Regions from separate parts of the Mus musculus genome. Here regions 1 and 2 are each linked to region 3. Evidence: chromatin contacts called from public Hi-C and HiChIP or PLAC-seq data. All regions are on one chromosome and are shown on one strand. Each heading gives the region's core, a stretch centred on a gene start, on an enhancer-like site or on the middle of the called end of the contact. The rest is flanking DNA. Distances are from core to core; before and after follow the strand shown.

The links. A called contact is a pair of places that touch in the nucleus more often than the background predicts. HiChIP or PLAC-seq counts read pairs in DNA pulled down with a chosen protein or histone mark.
Region 1: a Hi-C map of bone marrow-derived macrophages shows a contact between it and region 3, with 31 read pairs. The contact joins the enhancer-like site here to the promoter of Sfxn4 in region 3. A contact is called at or near these places in 4 of 39 promoter capture datasets (the C10 cell line, cranial neural crest, embryonic stem cells and 1 more), 3 of 484 Hi-C or Micro-C datasets (the G1E-ER4 cell line and bone marrow-derived macrophages), 5 of 115 datasets of contacts at active chromatin or transcription factors (the 230-238 cell line, acute myeloid leukemia, bone marrow-derived macrophages and 2 more) and 4 of 9 other capture datasets (adipose tissue, liver, macrophages and 1 more).
Region 2: a contact with region 3 is called in an H3K4me3 HiChIP or PLAC-seq map of bone marrow-derived macrophages, with 2.7 times the contacts expected there. The contact joins the enhancer-like site here to the promoter of Sfxn4 in region 3. A contact is called at or near these places in 11 of 39 promoter capture datasets (the C10 cell line, the HPC-7 cell line, cranial neural crest and 7 more), 1 of 484 Hi-C or Micro-C datasets (bone marrow-derived macrophages), 16 of 115 datasets of contacts at active chromatin or transcription factors (the 230-238 cell line, T-cell acute lymphoblastic leukemia, bone marrow-derived macrophages and 12 more) and 4 of 9 other capture datasets (adipose tissue, liver, macrophages and 1 more).

What each region holds. Positions count from the first base shown.
Region 1 is chr19:61,019,196-61,024,235 of GRCm38.p6, forward strand. The region is part of intron 2 of Grk5 (G protein-coupled receptor kinase 5); the gene reads left to right. Among named protein-coding and RNA genes, the nearest start is that of Gm22520, 8.2 kb to the left of the region's middle. Within about 2 kb of position 2,521, at least 22 of the 459 cell types and tissues checked have an H3K27ac peak or open chromatin away from gene starts, as enhancers often do. A contact at or near this core is called in pancreatic islet, where this site is marked.
Region 2 is chr19:61,049,013-61,054,012 of GRCm38.p6, forward strand. The region is part of intron 4 of Grk5 (G protein-coupled receptor kinase 5); the gene reads left to right. It also overlaps a transcript of Zfp950 not described here. Among named protein-coding and RNA genes, the nearest start is that of Gm22520, 38 kb to the left of the region's middle. Within about 2 kb of position 3,684, at least 31 of the 459 cell types and tissues checked have an H3K27ac peak or open chromatin away from gene starts, as enhancers often do. A contact at or near this core is called in bone marrow-derived macrophages, hematopoietic stem and progenitor cells and neutrophils, where this site is marked.
Region 3 is chr19:60,859,204-60,863,675 of GRCm38.p6, forward strand. Sfxn4 (sideroflexin 4) reads right to left here and starts at 2,225. Exons shown (of 14, transcript NM_053198.4): 1 at 2,096-2,225; 2 at 826-891. The coding sequence starts at 2,134.

The sequences.
Region 1 (5,040 bases), core at 1,271-3,770, 160 kb after region 3:
ACATTGAGGAGGCAGAACTAGATGGACCCCTGGAGCTTTCTGGTTGGCCAGTCTAGGTGAATTGGTGAGCTCCAAGTTCAATGAGAATGTATTAGAAAATACAGTGGACAGTGATTGAGGAAGAAACCCAGCATTGGCTTCTGGATTTCACACACATGCTCATTCACATGTATGTGTACTCTCACACATACATTACATACACACATGTACTTGCTTATGCACACACAGTCCCAACATCAACAGGTGACATCTCTAAGCAATATCTAAGTCTAGATACCTGCTCCCCTGTACTAGATCCTGGTAAAACACCGTCTTCCTCTGATCTCTATCTGAAACAGACATTGGGTAAACTCTTATGCCTGTGAGCACACCTCTATTTCCCTCTTTAGCATTTACAACTCCTCATTAGACTAAAGCCAGGCTAATCACAGGTGGAAGGCTTGAAAGAAGGATTTGATGTAGTTTGATATTTGCCAAACTATACCAAAGATCAGGGTTATATTCCAACGGGTCAAACCCATGATGGCTTGGAGGAAGAAATAGAGGAGGGTCCTTCTGTATTTTTTTCTCTGCATACCAAGAATGAGAACTGAAGAGCAGATTGAGTTTCCTGCTAAGACTGGTGTCTTTGCACCAGGTTGAGAAAGAGTCTTGGGTACTGATTGGTGAAATGCCTGCCATGAATACACAGGCTAAGACTGAATTTTTCATTGGGAATCATGTTGAAGGAAATCATGTGAGGACTAAGAAATTGCTAACCTAGAGACATTAGGACTTTGGGGAGACTATTATTACTACACCTTCCCAGGAATTCACTTCTCAAGCTACATTTGGCTGCATAGCTGTTAGCCTTACTATACCCTGGCCAGTGGTCCAGGAAGAAGCAGGGATACCTGGTCAGAGTTGGGGATTCTGTAGCTCTGATTGGTACTGAGAGTCTAGCAAGTCATCTGGTCTTCCTTTGTTGCTGTTGAATGGGAGGCATATTACTAACAATTAACTATCACCTAGTGCTTTTGGGTGATCCTCATTTCCAGTATGTTGACCATAGAGGGATGTCCAGGGAATGGCCTGAGATTTGGAAGTAGCATTGTTGCTTCCATTAGTTTGCTGCTCCATAGCTCATTATTTTTGTGCATACACCCATTCTGCTGCTTGGGCCAAGTGCTGCCGTAGGTACACAGTAGTGAGCCAGACCTTATAGGGAATTTAGTGTTGGAACCACCTGGTAAACTTCCACAAAACATCCATTCTACCCCAGTGTTGATATAGTCTGTCTGGGAGTGGCCTGGATAGTGACTCTCCTAAAACTTTACAGGTCTGAGAGAAAACAAACAAATAAACAACCAAGTGAAAGAATGCCCGAGTAAAGGGATGGCATCCCTAGGATGGTTGCAGCAGGGCCCCAGCATGGAGAGCATCATTTACTCTAAGCCAGGCTGTCCTTGGTTGCTCTGTGGCAGGCCTGGACTTAGATCACTGGGAAGTTCTGCCTCGCTTGCGAAGTAAAACAGAGTTCTGAGCACCACCCGTTTTTTTACCCCCTGCACAAAACTGGATGACTGACAGTCACAGATCTTTGCTTTCCAGGCTCTTCATTTGTGAAAATTTCAACATTTGTAAAATTTAAAATTTGTGAAAGTTTATTAAAATAGAAGCGAGCATAGGGTTTGCATTTATGTTTCCTACTTGCTCCCAGCATTCAGAAGCAGCAGCACTGATATTCCAGGTGACTTTTCTGCTGCAGGGTATCATGTCCTCTGAGTAGTGTGCAGAAGTGAGGTTTTCAGTCACAGAGATGCTTTGGAGCAGATGAGAGCAGTTCAAGTCCAGTGCTTCCTCTCCTTTTAGAATTGGTAAGTTAGAGTCAGACCTGGAACCCAGTTCCTGACTCTGTCTCCAGCTCTTCCTAGGATTCTGGGTCCTTCTCCCCTAACTGGTCCTCCCATCTCCCTCACCCTACCCCTTAATTTACTAGTTCTTCATTCCATTCCTACTGTGAGACTATATCTGCTTTTTGTACTTTAGGAATGAGAAGGAGGTCATTGCCTGACTGAGGTTAGGGTACTTTGTAGGGGGCCATAGTATGAATACCATATCTCCACACTCTGACAATCTCAGCCTTAGCCCCTTCCTGGACTTCCAGATACCTTTCTGATGCACTTTGAGGGTCACCCAAAAGCACCCTGCCCCTGCAACCCATGGAACCTAAATCTTCTTTCTTCAAAGCTACAGGCATGCACTCTTCTTTCCCTCCTACTGGCAACCTGGGCTCCAAAAAAAAAAAAAAAAAATGGCTTTGACATGTGACTTCTCTAAGTGCCACCAACTGTGTAAAACCTGGGCTTTCTATTTATGATATTCCCAAGATATGTGACAAGCACAAGGCACTGGTAAAACTAGAGACCAGAATGAGGGGGGAAAGAGGCACAGGAAGATGGCATTTGGTGAGGGTGTGTTTGTGTAATGTGCCATATGTCATTTTTATTCATATACAACATCATTCTTGAAGTAATCAGAACCAGCTCAGCTGTTGCTAACTAAATACCAAATGTTTCCCTTTTCCTGCTCCTTCCAGGGGGCAGACTGTGAGGAACTGCCCTTACTCAGGACGCTATCACTCCTCTCTAACGTCACAGACTATTTTTCCTCAGAGCAAAAGCCAGACTGCTTTTTCCAGCTTTGGCAGGAACATTTGAGAGAAAGTTGATTTCAAATCACCTTCTCTGTTTATTGTATCAGATCTGGAATGTGGCAGAATGGAGGCTTGTGGACTTTAATTCAGTCTCCACATGGGTTTCCTATATTGTCTTAGGGACCATGAAGAACTTGTTTCCTTGCCAATAACCTGGTGTTTCAGGGAAATACAGTTAAATAGAGTACAATGACATGGGTATCTATCTGGTGGAGAAATGGCAGCAGGAATCCTTTTTGGGGGCCTCCCCATCTCCACCCCCAGTTTACTATAACATGTGGTTTCATTTCAGAGGGCTCCGGTGTTAGCATTTCCATTTCCTCAGGAAGCCACATTTCATTCTTGTTCTTATTCCTGAAATGGAACCTACATTTTCCTTGGCTCAAGTTCAAGGAGTGCCTGGGGCAACAATGAAAACAGTCCTAAGCAGGTTCCAGTCATGGTCACCCCTCCCTACACTGCCACCCATGGATGTTCCATGTTTGCTATAGAAGGATTGCGGCCAAGACTCCAAAAGCCCCAGGGGGCGGGGTGGGTATTGGGTGGTCAGTGTTGAACTCAGGTCTTGTGGATATCAGAGGGGAGCTCTGGTGTCCTCTGTGTCTGTGTTCTGGCCTTCTGTTGGGGAGATCTGCTTGCCCACTAAGTGCCCACATACCACAGAGTCTTAATTAAGAAAGTATGTTCCCATTTCACGTAACTGGGAAAGAATGAAAACAATGACAACATTTATTTATCTTCACTATCAATATCATTACTGTTTCTGAGTCTTAAAGGAATTAACTTCTTAACCGCAGGCATGAGCTATTGAGAGACATGTGGCTTCATTCAGAGTGAGGGTCTCCATGCAAGGGAAAGCTGGTAATAGATCCAAGCCCTCCCAGAGCTTGAATCCAGTGGCTCAAGGACAGAAAAGCAACTCAGCTTGAGAGCCCGTTGTCAGGGTGTCAAGCCTTTTTACATTGGTTCTATTTACTTACCTTTCAGAGACTTCAATGCAATAAAAGCCTTCATTTCTATCATCTGTCATCCTGGCTGCTATTCACACAAGACAGACCATATGCTGGGACTGGGTGGGGTGCTCTTATGTGTTAGTGTCAGCAGTTCATGGGGCAGCTGAGCCTCTGGAATGGGATTTACCCAAGACAAACTCATTACCCAGAGCCACTTGCTGACTGTTAGCATTATTTCTGTGGGTAGTTGGGTAATCCTGTTATATAGAGGGGATATCTCAGGCATTGTGGTCTCTATACACTACTATAAATTGTAACCACCTGCTGTGAAAGACAGCCATGATATAGATTTGGCAAAATCCACACCCAGCTGAGGATATCCATACGCTGAGCCGAAGGATACAGGTAGGACTCAGATCCCAACATCATGAGCTCTGTAGGAGTTCTTGCCCAGTCATGCAGCCCCGTCTGCCTCTGGGATGCAAGAAGGGTAGGATGTTTGGCTATTTCCAAGATGGTGTACTAATCATCAGTGAAAACATACTTTCTAGAATCTCTGTGCAGATCCAGCTTTGAGTGGAAGGGGAAGCAGTGCTTAATTGTGCATAGGCTTTCATTTTCAGTCATCCAAATACTGTTCAGGGCTGAAAGGCTTATTAGTCAGCCTATTTTTGTTGTAATAAACTGAAATTTAAAACAAATGAGCTTAAGGGTAAAAGGGAATCTGTTGGTTCATGTAACAAACAAACAAACAAACACAAAAAAAACAGGAATAAAACCTATGGCTTTGGATATGGCTGGATATAGACGTTGGTTGTTATATGGGACACTGCTCGCTCAACTTGCTGTGACTGCACCTTCATTCTTTGTTGTTGTTGTTTCATTTTATAACTACAAACTAGGCACCAGCAGCTTTGGGTTAATGTATTGCTAAGCCCTTAAGATTGCGAGAGAAGAAACTCTAATATGGTGGTGAACACCTTTAATCCTAGCACTCAGGAGGTAGAGGCAGGTGGATCTCTGAGTTGGAGGCCAGTCTGATCTACAGAGTAAGGTCCGGGACAGCCAGGGCAACACAGAGAAATCATGTCTCAACAAATAAGCAAACAAACAAAAAATCAAACCAGATAGATCTTTCTGAAAAAGACCAAATGGTTCCTTTCAGAAGCACAGATAATTTTGCTGCTTCTAATCTTGGTAACTGTAGACATGCTTTATTCCTCACAGCCAGTTCATTCTAGGCAGTCAGGTATTAACAGGCTTGCTAGTGGTGTGAGTTTATATATGTGTGTCCATCCGTGATGGGCTAGAAATTTAGGAATGTCCCCTTAGAAGAGGGGAACTGTTCCAAACTGGGACAGTATGCTCAAACACAGATCTGGATCCCACCTG
Region 2 (5,000 bases), core at 2,434-4,933, 190 kb after region 3:
ATACCAAGCCATCTTCCTACTACAAGTGTACTAGGCCTGATCAATCTCTCCATCTATACTACCAGTGAGGCTGCTACCTACATGTGGTTCTCCAAAACAGTGAAAGCTGACGAGTATTTTTGCTTGCTATGTCAAGCATTAGTTAAGAGTCTTTGTTATTGCTATAGATACTCTGTCCTGAAGCTGAAGAAGGGGAGGCTTGCCAGCTGTCACCACCCAGGCCACACGGCTAGAAAGTATCAAGGCCAGAACTTGAGCCCAGTTTGGGTGATCCTGGAGTTGTAGATCTTTCACTTGGAGCATCACTTATCAGTCCTCCCATTCACCTGGTGAGGGTGGCTTGTCTCAGTGTATGGGGTCAAAAAGCACTGCAACTGCTCCTCTCACACCTTGCTGCCCTTTCTCTTCCCTCAGTACAGAGTCTTTATCAGAAGACTCATCTGAGCCATTCAGGTTCCCTTCATGCTGCTTGGTCTTCTAGAGGCATGAGGCCTAGATTCCCTCATCAGCTCAGATGGTTTTGTAAGTGCCTCGATGCCTGCCAACATTTTTTCCTTAAGTACTCCTCAGTTTCTGAAATTTAAACCACACCATCTGCTGCAGTTCAGGGACCTGGGGAGGCCATCCCCTGGGTTGAGTGTTTTCCTACAATAAATTTTGAACTGCCTTCTCAGCCTTTCCTGAAGGAGCTTTTTCAGTGGTGCAGAAGCCCTGGTTCAGAATGAACAAAGGGCTGGGTGAGGGCCTGAGCTAGAGGTTGATAGCTTCAATAAAGCCCCAGAGCCAGTGCCCCCCAAACTAAATCATACTTGAACTTTGTTCAAGGTTCAGCTCAGGTGCTATCCCCATCCTTTCCAGACCCATGTTGATGTACAGCCTCATTGGTCTTTGTCCCTGCTATTTTAAGAATGCTGCTCTCTGCTCCATCTCTGTCACCCTTGTGTCTACATTTGTTTGGTTCTAATGCCTTCCAGTGCCTGAGGCCTCGCCAGTCCATTGCTCTGATTTAGTGCTGAGTAATCTATTCTTTTGTTGGGCTTCTCTGCCTCAATGTGGGATTCTAAGAAGCCCAGTTGGTTGATCAGTTGGCTGATACAAGTCAATGCTGTGTAGAAAGTTCTAGAGCCCAGTTGAAAATCAATTAAATATTTATGATGACAGTAGTGTTAGAGATCATACAAGGAAGTTTGTCTCAAGAAGCTGTGAGCCCAGCCAGGGAACCAGGGGAACTTCTAGAAGGCCATGCTATCAAAACAGATCTGAAAGGAGGAGGAGGAAACCTGGTGCCCAAAGAAGAGAAAGAAGAACGTTTCATGGCTTCTGTGAGCACCAGTGGTACACAGGCATAGATGCAGGCAAAACACTCCTACATATAAAGTGAAAATGAAATAAATTATATTAGACCATGTAACCATCACTTGAAAGTTCTGATTTATTTATATCTTCATCAGTACTTCTTTCTTCCTTTCTCCTTTTTATCCCTTCCACTCCTTACTCTGTGTGTGTGTGTGTGTGTGTGTGTGTGTGTGTGAACAAATGAACAAATAGAACTAGTGAGACATATTTGTGTTGGTACATTGGATTCTAGAAGTTGATTTTAGGTGTCTTCTAATATTGCTCTCTACCTTATTTTTTGAGACCAAGTCTCTCATTGAACCTAGAATTCACCATTTTGGCTAGATTGGCTGGCTAACAAGCCAAAATCCCCCTGTCTCTCCTTCCTCAGTGCTGGAGTTTCAGGGTCCCCATCACACCCAGATATTATGTGGGTCCTGGGGATCTGAACTTAAGTCCTGATGCTTATGCAGATGCAATAAGTACTTTATCCACTGACCTCCTCGGCCTTCAGTTTTTGTTTTTGTTTTGTTTTTTTTTTTTTGTCTGTAATTTTTTCAACCTTAGTGGGTATGACGTGGTTTCTTGGCATGATTTTGATTTGCATTTCCCTGGTCACTAGTAATGTTTCGTCTTTTCCTGTGCTTATTGGCCATCTGTATATTTTCTTTGAAAAGGGCATATTCAAATCCTCTGCCCATTTTTAAAGCTAGTTGTTTGTCTTTTTGCTGTTGACTTGTAAGAGTTCTTTGTATTGTTGGGTTACGGGTGGAAGCCAAGAAAACTCACTTTAGATATGGAAGCTTAAAAATGAAAGCTTTATTTTCTGAGCGCTTAGGAAGGCAACCAGTTCAGGATCTGAAGTGCATCCCCAAAGGGAGGTTGCACAATATTTTTATAGGATGGGAACACAAATCAAGGGGCAGTGGGGCAGGCTGTTGCATTGACCAATCATATCTAGATACAAGGGGTTAAGTAAGGTAGTTACACTGGTGACTGGACCTTATCTGGGTCACCTGGTTTCAGGGGCCTTGATTCAGATTTTGCAGCCAGGTCTCCTCCTGGACTCTGGCCTAGAATTTTAGAATGATAAGAAAACAAAGAACTGGCAAGCTGCACTTACCTAGTCAATTAAGCCAAGACAAGCAACATATTTATGACTTGTGTGTCTTAGTTTAGATAGTGGAATAACAGCATCTTTTCTCTTTATATCCTTTACTGGTTAACAGACAAATATGAAACATCTGAAGAAGCAAGATAGGAGTTGAGTTCCAGGGCATGGGAGAACTCAGTTTTGACCCTGCCAGAAAGGTGGGACTCATACCTGAGATGGCTGAACTCAGGAAACTATCTCCTAATAGCATGTCCAAGATATAAATCTTGTCTCAAATAAATGTTTTGAAACTATTTTCTCTATTGTGGGCCCTTTCTTTTCACTTTCTTGATAGAATCATTTGAGACATTTATAATATTTTGAAGAAATTCATACTTCATGCCTGTTACTTATTTTCAAATGGCTTGTGCTTGGCTTGCCTTATATGCTTTTCTAAGAAGTCCTATGTTCCTCTGGAAACAGGATGTGTGTAGAGAGAAAATGAGCAAATTGTGGTATATACTTGATGTCTCGTAAGCCATTCTTCTTCTGGAGCACAAAAACACTGATGTCTGTCAGAAAGATCAGGACCAGGCCTGACTCTTCACAACAGCCTTGGAGTATAGCACTGTACTGAACTGACTTCTTACAGTTGTGTGGATCTTTCCAGCAACTCTCAGAGCATTCATGCAACAACTTTACAGACCTGGCAGCTGAGGTCTAAAAAGAGAAGCTAGCTCAGGGTGGAGCCCTGAGTAACTTGCCTAAGCAGGGTTAGCTATAGGACATTTTGCTGTGGCTCATTTTAATTGAGCTCACAAACCATTGTGCTGGGTCTGCATTATTGAAATCTTAATGACTAAGGCTTGGCAGGTGGCTCCCACTTAAGTTGTAATTTTGCTGAAAAGTATTAGTGGATCTATATGAAACTCAATGCTAGGGCATTGATGCCCCTTGCCCACACATACTCACAATCACTGAACACAAGCAACCTAGAGGAAAGTGTTTGTAGTTTATGCTTCCAGAACATAATCTATCACTGAGGGAAGTTAGAGCAGGAACTTAAGGCCTATATGGGGTTCTTCCTAGACAGGAAGGGTGGACAGGTGAGATGAGCAATTGACATGAACCACTGTAGTATTCCTCTTTGGGATGCTGGGAATGCCCAGCCCAGGTGGTATTTAGAGTTTATTTTTGACCAGAGGTCCTCAGGCAGGATGTTGTTCTCAGTGCCCTATGCCGACATAGGGCTGCCTCTTTGTTTCCATAAACAATGACAGGGTAAAACAGGGAAGTTTGTTCCTGTTATGGGGGAAGCAACCCATCAGCCTACTTTTTCACAAAAGAAATTTATCCCTAATGTTTGTTTGGCTCTTTGAGAAAACAGCCACTTGAAAAAAAGAAAAGGAATTATATGAAAAGCAACAGTGATTCCAAGTTTTCTTTCTTCATTTCTTTTTTATTCATTGCACCATCTCAGTGGTACTTTTTTCTACCCCACACATTGCACCAGGATGTTGAGCAAGACACCTCCAGCTGGTTCTCAGCTCTGGCCTGAGGGCAGTCAGCTAGCTCCTTGTTGTCAGGATGCATAGTTAACAAGCCCTGCTAACTTCCAAGCCCTGGAGCCTGTGTTAGTAACTTTTGCATCCCTGCCATGCATCATGCATGGCAGAAACAACTTCAGAGACAAAGGTTTATTTTAGCTCATGGTTTTAGGTAGTTTCAAAGTTCACACAGCAGGGAAGGCATGACAAGGCAGCTTCATCTATAGTAGAGAAACCTTGAGGTATGTTCTAGTTTCTTTTCTGTTTCTGAACAGAATACTCTTACCAAAAGCAGAGGAGGAAAGGGTTTCTTAGGTTTATATTTTGAGGTCCCATCATTGAGGGAAGTTGGGGTAGGAACTCAAGTAGAACTCTTAAACAGAGACCATGGAGGAATACTGCTTGCTGGCTTTCTCTTTAGTTTACTTAGACTCATGCCAGCCTAGGATCAGTTGCCTAAGGAATGGTACTTACTGCCCATAGTGGGCAGACCCTCCTATATCAATTAACAGTCAAAAAATTCCTCATGTTGTGGAAGACCAGGAAACAGGGAGTACAGGCTGGCACCAGGGCATGTATAACTTTCAAAGGCTCTTATGACCTACCGTCTTTATCCAGGCTCTACCCCCTAAAACTTCCACAGCTTTCAGAATAGTTATCAAGCTACAAACCAAGCATTCAGAACATTAAACCTTTGAGGACATTTCAGATTCAAACCAGAGCATCATCTTATTTAGTCATCTAAGTGTGGGATTAAGGGAGTGAGTGCAGCACTAGATTCAATACTATCAGCTTTCGTAGATCGCATCATGTGTGCAGACCATGAATACAATAATAAGCAATTTTCTTTTAAGTCATGTTTTAATTGAATGAGCTAACTGGAAGTAAAGCTCTGAATTGGATGAACCTCTCTTAGTGTGTAGAGATTAGTATGTGTCAGAGGTGAGCTCATGACATACTAACATGCTGTTGAGACTTGCTGTATGAGACTTGAAAGAGAATTGAACAGGATAAACTTTTCCCTG
Region 3 (4,472 bases), core at 975-3,474:
TCCCTAACCTCTCACCCACTTCCATAGCTAGCTGGTTCAGTGTTGTTCCTTACCTCTTTTTTTTTATTTTAATTTTTAGGAAAATAAATAAAACACAAAGAGTAATTATACAATAAAACACCTTACCCAGAAATAACAACAGACCACTTGGCACACAAACCTCATCACTTGGCTCTGTAGGAACAGCACCAGCTTATGAGACCCTGCAAATATGCCTAGACCCCCTAGACTAGAAACTGAGGGAGGGTCCACCCCTGAGCCTCGGCCTCTACTTACATCTCCTTTTCCTGACTCCTTTTCTTCTAGACACTCCATCCAGAGAGTCTCCTAACTCTTTTTTTTTTTTAATTAGGTATTTTCCTCATTTATATTTCCAATGCTATCCCAAAAGTCCCCCATACCCTCCCCCCCACGTCTCCTAACTCTTAACCTTGGTTAAGAAAGGGACTAGCTCTGTCATAGTCTTGTTGGATGGATTTTGTTTGAAACAACTTATTACGTAGCCCAAATGGCTCGAATTCACAATCCTCCCTCAGCTTCTATGGCAAGCAACTGACTCCTGGCTGGAAGACTGGTCTGGGTTAACTTGGAATCAGCAGCATCCAGCCCAGGTATGGTATCCTCTGCTCAACAGACTTATGTTTGACTTATCATTCTTCCAACCCAAAAACCTCACTCAAAAAATACAAAATATAATATTCTACACACGCGCGCGCACACACACACACACACACACACACACACACACACATGGACTGGGCTATTATTTCAAATTTCAAAATAAAGCACGAAATTCATTACTTCTTAAAACAAAACCATACTTACAATTGAAATAAACATGTTTACAGGATCTAATAAATCCATCCACTGACAAAATCTTCGAAAAAAGGCCTAAAGATGGTGAGAAAGAGACACACCAGAGAGAAGTTAAAAGAAATAAGGCTTAACAAGGTAGTCACAGTTCACTTTGGTGGGGGCATACTTACTAAAGAACTGTAAGTAATCTGACTTTTACAAAATGTATCTCCTCTAACCACTTGGGATAGAGTTTCATTTCAGAATTAAAAGCTAGAATTTGGGATTCATATTTTCTCTTTATATCCCCATATGACCTCAAGGTAATGACCTAGAAACACCTGACTGTTGTCTGGCTTTCTCTGCTACTATAAGGCTTAACTATAGCAGTAAGGCAGGCAGCCCAACAAGGGCTTTGCTAGGGTTACAGATCAGCTCACATGTGAAAGAGGTGTGTTTTGCTCCAACAAGCTGTCCATTTTCGAAACAGCTCCAGCCTTAAGTTCTGGATTTCCATGAACAGGGGTGGGCTAAGCTTAGTTTAAGGTCAAGGCCTCTAACAGTATTTAGAGCCTTGAGGCTCCATGAGGATATGCAAGAAGTGAAATTGGGCCAGACTGCCTGCACAGGTTACACACTGGACTTCGAAGTCTTTGTACCAAAAAAAAAAAAAGGTAGAATCGTAGAATCTATTTTTTATTACATGTTGAAATGTTATTTGGCATTGCTTGGACTAATTATGTTATTAAGATTGATAGTTGTGCCGGGCAGTGGTGTTGCACACCTTTAATCCCAGCACTTGTGAGGCAGAGGCCAGCCTGGTCTACAGAGTGAGTTCCAGGACAGCCATGGCTATACAGAGAAACCCTGTCTCGAAAAAAACAAAACAAAAACAACAAAAAAGATTGATAGTTGCTTCTTTTAAAACTTTTTAATATGATTACTAGAAGCACTACCCAACAGTGACTTCCCAGTCTCTAACCTGCTTAAAGCAGGGTGTATGTGTGGTCTTAATCCAAATGGCTGATTTAAGCAAACCTAGGAACCCGGGCAAGGGCAGTCCCACTGAGGACTGGAACTCCTTAGTGAGGCCCTACATCGGATGAGAGTGACTTTGTGGCCTTCTACAACCCAGCCTAGGACCTAAGTAAGAGATGCAAGAGCGGAGACCACTGAAGGGGTTGTTTTTCCCTCCGCACTACAGGATCTCTGAGAGGAAAGTCATGATGACGCAGGGCAGCCTGTCAAGGTCTTGCTGGTCAGGCCAGCCTCCCGCCCCCAACACCCAGCCCCGGAGTACTTGGCGTTCGGAAATCCAGAACTGCAGGTTGGGTTCCATTTGGACAGCGGCGCCACTACGCCCTTGGCAACGCCAGCAAGCGCCTCCTCCTCTTCTCTGAACAAACCCGAGTGTGATGCAGGCCCCGTTTGCTTTGCAGCGCAAGGGGTGGAGCCTATCAGCGTGTCCCGCCCCAGAACCCGAACGCTCCCCTGCTATAGGCCAAGTTCTTCTACTTCCTTTCCTCAAGTTAGAAGAATCCGAAGGGTCCGGGTACAGAGGCGTTCACTCCCACTTCCAGTCTCCACTTGGGGCGGAGACCCTGTAAGAAAGAAGACAGTGTAACTGATGCAAGAGATTTTCTACCGTCACGCCTGCGCTTATCAGGCGCACATTACCCCTGAAAACTGTTGTATACAAAGTCAAATGTACACGAGTTGGGTCAAGCCAGAGCCAGTTACATAATTTTCATGGTGCAGTGAAAAATAAAATTATCATGCCATTTATTAAAAAGTATTGAGATTTCCAAAAGTGTATATTATTGAAGCAAGTGTGGAAAAGTTGGATCTGAGTAGAGTGTACCAAACTCTCAGCCAGACCGGTTAGGTTTTAACCGGTTTCTTTCTAGCATTGGGTCTGTGATGAAAACTGAAAGGAGTTCAGAAACTGATTTTGTTGACAAAAATTTCAGTACTGTGGAGAGACTAGAAAGTTATGGCCTAGAGGCGAATTACCTTGACTAAGTTCTGGCCCTCCAGAGCAGCCATTCCTTGTCCACCTCTGTGTCAGAACTAACTTCTCATGACAACAGATAAAACCTTTTAGAATTTATTGATGATTTGGCAGACAACTAGCTTCTACCAAATCAAAAGTTAAGGATGGCATCAAATAGCATCTTGACCTTATGTGAAAGCTTCCTGCATAATGATGTACCTCTGCCTCTCTGATGTACCCACCAATGTATTTTAAAGCTTTCCTTGATTTGTGACTTTCTCCGTACTGTAAAACTATAACAAACTTTGTGAAATGGCTTTCACACGGGAATGTAAGATTTGGAGTAACCTAAACCTGTGTTCCCAGGCTCTGATGACTTAAAATAGCTCCAGAATAAACTCTTATTATCTTATTTTTTTTAAGATAAGAGAGGTTTTTTGTTTTTTGGTTTTTGGTTTTTTGTTTTTTTGTTGTTGTTTTTGTTTTTGCATCAACGGGTCAAATCCACTTTGGTTAAAAGCCAAATCAACTAGAGTCAAATAGGGCTTTCCTACCTTCTCTCAGTGTCAGGATAGATGGGACTTGAATGTGTGCCTAGAGTATGTGTGGTGTTCAGCAGGACTCCAGAGTGCAGAACTGGAGCCCCTGCACAACACTTATAGTTAAATGATTCTGGTCATGTCAGTATCTCCATCTAGAAAAAGGGCTAGTAATTGTACTAATCTTAGGGGCTTGCTGAAGATTGAAGGAAATGACTGAGCCAGGCTGAACCCATTGGAGGTGGCCAGTAGTAGCCATGACCACCACCTAGAGGTTATCAGTCCTTGCCTTTCTCGCCCAGGAATTCAGATCTGCCAGTTTATCTGGCTCTTCTCTTCAGTCACTTAGTTGACCTGACTCACTTTGCTATAGCCTTCAACAGTTCTCTCCACAGATAGGTAAAAGGGCCCCTCCTCAGTATTCCCATTATGCCAAGATATGCACTTGTGGTATCATTATGGTCTTTAGCACACTGCACTGTCTGATTGGCTCTACCCTTCAGTGAGTCACAGATCCAGTCCATCTGGCTCTCTGTGCTTTACCACTTTGGAAGTCCTACAGTCAAAAGAACCAGAATGATCTTAAGGGTAAGTTACTGTCACTCTTTTTTCTTTTTGAGGGAATATAGAAGGTAGTTGAGGCAAGGTCTCATCTCATACTGTAGCCCAGACTGGGTTTGATCTTCCTGGATACATACATGCATGAGCTGCAATGTCCATCAAAGATATTCCCCATCACATTTAGAATTCACTCCTTAGCTTGCCTGAGAGACTTTGGGTCCCTAACTGCCATTTTCCTTTATGCTCTAGTGGCATGACCTCCTTCATGTTTCCTGCCTAGAAGCCCCTTACTTCCTGCGATGGCTTGAATGAGAATAATCCCATATACTCATATATTTGAATGCATGGTCCTAAGTTGGTGTAACTGTTTGGAAGGATCGGGAGGTGTGGCCTTATCAGAAGCCCCAGGGATGGGATTGGAATTTTCTAAAACCCACACCATTCCCACTTGGGTGTCTTATCTCATGCCTGTGGATCAGATATAAGATCTCAGCTCTGTTCCAGTGTCATTCTTGCCAGCTGCCATGCAGGTCATGAACTAATCTGGAACCATGAGCCTCAACTTTCTTCTAGCCTTGGATGCT